Regions from separate parts of the Mus musculus genome. Here region 1 is linked to region 2. The links are chromatin contacts, called in public promoter capture Hi-C maps. All regions are on one chromosome and are shown on one strand. Each heading gives the region's core, a stretch centred on a gene start, on an enhancer-like site or on the middle of the called end of the contact. The rest is flanking DNA. Distances are from core to core; before and after follow the strand shown. Region 1 holds the start of Ifne (interferon epsilon). Region 2 holds the start of Ifna4 (interferon alpha 4).

Region 1 (3,181 bases), core at 368-2,867, 38 kb before region 2:
TTTAATTTAGGGAGGTTATAAGATAGGTAAATCAAATGCCTCACATAAATTAGAAAAAAGAAGGATATCTTAAAGGGAGTACAAAGTACAGCAGGGATCTAGAAGAGAGAGTGGAGAGGGAGAGGGACACACACACATACAAGAAGGAGCTGTGGAGATTTGGCCTCAGATAAGCCATAGTCACTAAAGAAGTGCAGGTGATGATTCATAGAAAGAAAGAGCGATCAGCAAACACACAAACATTAGTTGTGTGAGGGGAACACTGTGTCTTTTAAGTATTAGCTGTGTTAAGAGGTGTGGTGGTTTGAATAGGTATGGTCCCCATAGACTCATGTGTTTGAATACTTGGTCCATAGGGAATGGCACTAGTAGGAGGTGTGGCCTTGTTGGAGGAAGTGTATTACTGTGGGGTCTGGCTTTGAGGTCCCATATGCTCAAGCTGTGCCCAGTGTGGCACATAGCCTCCTTCTGCTATCTGCAGATCAAGCTGTAGAACTCACAGCTCCTACTTTATGACTGTGTCTGCCTACATGTTTCCTGCTATGACAATAAGGGACTAAACCTCTGAACTGTAAGCCAGCCCCAATTAAATATTTTCCTTTATAAGAGTTGCCATGGTCACGGTGTCTCATCACAGAATCTTTTACTTCCTCTGGAGTCCAGTTCCCTCGACTTCACTTACTACAACTGTTCCGGGTAAAACTAAGAAGGTAGGCTGGGGGATTGCTCAGGAGGATCTTAGCAATGTGGAACTGGGTATTTGTAATTTAAGAGGCATTACTATTGTAGAGCTGTTCTCATTGGCTTACCATAGTTGCAGCTAGTCTAGGGAAAATGGACCATCCAACCACTTCCATCTCTTCTCACAATCTTGTTATCTTTAACTGGTTTCATGTATTCATAGAGGACCAACACATTTGTAGCCATTGTACTGAACTTGTAGGTTGTGCATACTATGCTGCTATCATGAGGCTATAATCACAATCTTTTGATAAGTTTTACTTTTATCTTATTTTGTAAGCTAAAATATTAGATATTAAACTGATTGGGTGAAATATAAAATAGTTCAAGGTTATTGGTACATATTTTCACATTAATATGCCCAAATACTTGTGCACATTTACAGTTGTACATGAAGTTTCAAAGTTATCAGCCTGTGGATTTCAATGTTTACCTCAGAGTGTGCTCTGGCCACTACCAGATCTATAATAAATAATACTCCATGAAATACCACTGCTTGAAAAAGGAAGCTTGCTCTCAATAAAAGTGCATTACTAAGCCTGAGTAAGCATTTAGAAAGTGCATTGTGTTAGTTAAGGCTTGTACGTAATAAATAATGAGTGGTAATAGTAGGTCAGAGTGGACAACTATCATTGTCTCAAGACAAGTGCACAGTGAAGCCAGCTCTTTCGTTACTTCCTCAAACAGCAACACAATGGGGAATGTAAAGGAAATGTTCCATAAAACCCTGGAATGGGAACCAGAAAACCTAAGGTATAAACTTGGGAAACGACGTACAAGGAAACACAGACAACAGAAAAGAACACCCTCCCTCAGGGTTTCAGATGCGTGAGAGGTAAATATTTCCCAGAACTGGAGTGGTACAAGGTGTGCAGAGATCCCTGTGTGCCCTCCACCATGGTTCACAGACAGCTCCCTGAAACGGTGTTGCTGCTCTTGGTTTCTTCCACTATCTTCTCCCTAGAACCGAAACGGATTCCCTTCCAATTGTGGATGAACAGAGAAAGCCTACAACTACTGAAACCTTTGCCAAGCTCGTCAGTCCAGCAGTGTCTAGCACACAGGAAGAATTTCCTGCTTCCTCAGCAGCCTGTGAGTCCTCACCAGTACCAAGAGGGACAGGTGCTGGCTGTTGTGCACGAGATCCTTCAGCAGATCTTCACGCTCCTCCAGACACATGGGACTATGGGCATTTGGGAGGAAAACCATATAGAAAAAGTCTTAGCTGCGCTTCACCGGCAGCTGGAATACGTGGAGTCACTGGGTGGACTGAACGCAGCGCAGAAGAGTGGGGGCTCGAGTGCGCAGAACCTTAGGTTACAGATTAAAGCATACTTCAGGAGGATCCACGATTACTTGGAAAACCAAAGGTACAGCAGCTGTGCCTGGATCATTGTCCAGACAGAAATCCACCGCTGTATGTTCTTTGTGTTCAGGTTCACAACATGGCTGAGCAGACAAGACCCAGACCCTTGAACACTGAGAAGCAAGAGCCAACAGGGGATTTGAAAGACATAGGTTGGTGGCGGAGTGGGAGGAGCTATATGAACATGATTTGTTTCTTTTTGGTGTAAAGTGGCTGCATTGTTTTGCTTCTGCCCAGGTTTAACTGTGTTCTAAGATGGCATGCATTGCAATATCCATTTTGCCATGCCATGTTATGTTTTCTACCAACTTCAAATTATTTAGGAATTAAAATTAATTCATTAAAATTTCATAATTGGTTCTTCAGTGGTGAAATTTCGTAGAATTTTGCCGTTAGATACGATGAGCTATCTCGATAATGTAGTGAGCATTCCTTAACATACAGCATTAATTCATGTTTACCAGAACTTGTTAGCATCAATCCATGAATATTTCTATTACAAAGACATAATAGAAATACGGCCAAAAGGTGTGAACAATTTTCAGAAGAATGAAAACAGATTCAATCTCACTCATTATAATAATAATAATGCAGATTACAACTGAATAGCATGCTGTTTTTAACCTATTAACTAACACCTCAAGGTTTAATTAAGAAAAAATATGCAGACTCAACACATTTCTGAGAAAGCAGGAACTTTTCCTGTGTGCTAGACTCTGTCGGGTGATTAGTTAATGAATGCTCTTACAATTTGCTAGATCAGCAGAAGTTAGTGTAAGCAACTTCACCTAAGAGAACAAGATTCTCTTGACGAGAACGTGATGTTTTCTCTACAAAAGTACATAGAGAAAAATAAAAGCAAAAAAAAAGTAAAACGTGTATAAGTAGTATATTTGTGTAAAACCATGAAGTAATCTTAATATTTGTACTGACTACATGTGAAGAACTAAAGAACACACGAGAAATAAATGGTAAGGATTAATTATTGTTCTGTGGAGGCCGACTTGAGGGATGGGGGGCAGGAAGAAGAGGGAAGGAGAGCCTTTGCTCTTGTTTCTGTGGTAGCTTTGAGTC
Region 2 (2,797 bases), core at 250-2,749:
TATTTAGAACCAAAAACAATTAAACTTATTAATTATAAGAGTAGATGATAAGTATATGACATCACAGAAATCAGATGCTAAATTAATCCAGAGAATATTTTGTCAAATTGGACTAAGGAATATGACAGGAGCAAGATTCTCTGGTTTTCTACTGCACAGCATACTGCCTATACATCCAAAAGAATACTACATACTGGACACAAGAAGATGAAAAGATTTAGGGTTTGTCTAAATACTGTGCAGTGCATGTATGTATCTTCTCTGAAATTTAGAAACTGTTCATTTATAGTGTAGGCTCTAATGTTAAAAATATTTGATAATGTTAAAGAGATATCAAATTAAGCCAGGCGTGGTGGCGCATGCCTTTAATCCCAGCACTCGGGAGGCAGAGGCAGGTGGATTTCTGAGTTCGAGGCCAGCCTGGTCTACAAAGTGAGTTCCAGGACAGCCAAGGCTATACAGAGAAACCCTGTCTCGAAAAACCAAACCAAAAAAAAAAAAAAAAAAAAAAAAAAGGAGATATCAAATTAACTAATCCTAAGTGTCTTATGAATCAAATTTATTTGAATAGAAAATAAGTTAATTACAAATGATAACATGATATATTAAAAATATGAGACTGAAATATTTAACATAATTACCTTAAATTATATTAATAGCACAATAAATAAATAAATAAATAAATAAACAAACAAACAAATAAGAAAGAGCAAATGGATTCAGATACAAACACGGTTTTGCATATTGAAAAGAATTGCTCAAGATTGCTGAAACATCTATGCAGGTTGTTTGTACTCATATATGAAAGTTATGAGAGTTTTTAAAGGAGAGCTTATAAAGTGAGATGCAGTGTTCTGGTCCAGAAAAGTCCTCTCCACACTTTGTCTCAGGACTCACTCCTTCTCCTCACTCAGTCTTGCCAGCAAGTTGGTTGAGGAAGAGAGGGCTCTCCAGACTTCTGCTCTGATCACCTCCCAGGCACAGAGGCTGTGTTTCTTCTTTCTCAGGTACACAGTGATCCTGTGGAAGTATGTCCTCACAGCCAGCAGGGAGTCTTCCTGGGTCAGAGGAGGTTCCTGCATCACACAGGCTTTGAGGTCATTGAGCTGCTGATGGAGGTCATTGCAGAATGAGTCTAGTAGAGTTGCATTCCAAGTAGCAGACAAGTCTTTTGATGTGAAGAGGTTCAAAATCTGCTGGGTAAGATCTCTTAGCACAAGGATGGCTTGAGCCTTCTGGATCTGTTGGTTATCCACCTTCTCCAAGGGGAATCCAAAATCCTTCCTGTCCTTCAGGCAGGAAAGAGGGGGGAGTCTTCTCATTTCTTCCAGGACTGTCAAGGCCCTCTTGTTCCCGAGGTTATAAGTGTGAGGCAGGTCACATCCTAGAGAACAGGCTGACCAGTAGTAGCTCATCATTACCAGGATCATGAGGAAAGCACAGAGCCTAGCCATTGTGGGTCTTGTAGATGCTGGTCACTCTCTGGGCTGTGGGTTTGAGTCTTCTCCTACAGGTTCTCTGAGAGCCTGCTGTGTACATCTCTCTTAAATAGGGACAAATACAAGTTTCTCCTTTCGGAATACCCTCCCCTTGCTTTCCAATTCTCTTTTCACTTTCTTTACTTCACTCTCTGCTTGTGTCTGGGATTTTGTCCTCCCCTCCCCCGCCCCCCTGGGGAATGTGGGTTCAATCATTGTTTTCAGTTTCACTGCTGCCCTCAGAAAGCTACTCTCCAGGGTTTCTCTTTAAATTACACTTAAATTGTCATTAACCACTACTCCACAGATATACAGTCTCTGTGTGAAAACTGCACATCTACTGCAAACACAAAATTTCCCCCTATGACTGTATTTTAAAGTTTTGTAATTTATTTTACAACCTTTTTGTTTTATTTATACTATTTACATAAATATTTCTGTCAAAAAAGTAAAGTGTGGGGGTAACTGGAACCAGCAGGGTCCAGGGATGCAGGAAACCTGCCCGGCAAGCTTTGCTGGTCAGCACCAGTCTACCTTGGGCTCAAACGTAGTGGACAGTCCCACGGTCCCCAGAGGAGTCTCCACTCCCAGGTGTTCTAGCATGTCCAGGATGTTAGGATCCCAGGAGCTTGGTCACACCAGGATCTCAGGGTTGCAGAGGAAGCTTGACTCCCAGGAACTCTGACACACCCAGAATCTCAGGATCACAGGATCCCGCAATCACAGGATCACAGAGAAAGCTGGACTCTGAGTTATTCTGACTCAACTGGGATTACAGGGAGGACAGGCTCCAATCAGATAAAGCAAGAGTAGGGAGCTCTTGAGATAATCAGATGGCAGGAGGCAAGCATAAGAACAGAAGCAACAGAAACACCAAGTTTACTTGTCATCCTCAGAACATTCTCCCACCATAACAAGTCCTGAATACACCATCACACCAGAAAAGCAATACATGTATTTAAAGTCATTTTTCATGATGATGATGCAGTGCTTTAAGATGGACACAAATAACTCACTTAAAGAAAGAGGAGAACACAGGTAAACAGGTAGAAACCCTTAAAGTGGAAACACAAAAAGCCCTTAAAGTATTACAGGAAAACACAAGCAAACAGGTGATGGAATTGAACAAAACTATCCAGGATCTAAAAATGGAAATAGAAACAATAAAGAAATCACAAAGGGAGACAAGTCTGGAGACAGAAAATCTAGGGAAGAAGGCAGGAGCCATAGATGCAAGCATAATCAACAGAATACAAGAGTTAGAAGAGAGAATCTCAGGTGCAGAAGATTCCATAGAAAACATTGACACAACAGTCAAA

The links. Promoter capture Hi-C pulls out the DNA fragments that hold promoters and counts their contacts.
Region 1: a promoter capture Hi-C map of macrophages shows a contact between it and region 2, with 6 read pairs. The contact joins the promoter of Ifne here to the promoter of Ifna4 in region 2. A contact is called at or near these places in 3 of 39 promoter capture datasets (liver, macrophages and trophoblast stem cells), 2 of 15 datasets of contacts at CTCF or cohesin (the NIH/3T3 cell line and pro-B cells), 16 of 484 Hi-C or Micro-C datasets (the Ba/F3 cell line, CD4 T cells, CD8 T cells and 10 more), 3 of 115 datasets of contacts at active chromatin or transcription factors (CD8 T cells, embryonic stem cells and intestinal villus epithelium) and 3 of 9 other capture datasets (adipose tissue, liver and pancreatic islet).

The regions. Positions count from the first base shown.
Region 1 is chr4:88,878,637-88,881,817 of GRCm38.p6, reverse strand. Ifne (interferon epsilon) reads left to right here and starts at 1,617. Exons shown (of 1, transcript NM_177348.2): 1 at 1,617-2,280. The coding sequence starts at 1,639. The coding sequence ends at 2,217.
Region 2 is chr4:88,840,518-88,843,314 of GRCm38.p6, reverse strand. It overlaps Ifna4 (interferon alpha 4), which reads right to left and starts at 1,499. Exons shown (of 1, transcript NM_010504.2): 1 at 856-1,499. The coding sequence starts at 1,454. The coding sequence ends at 894.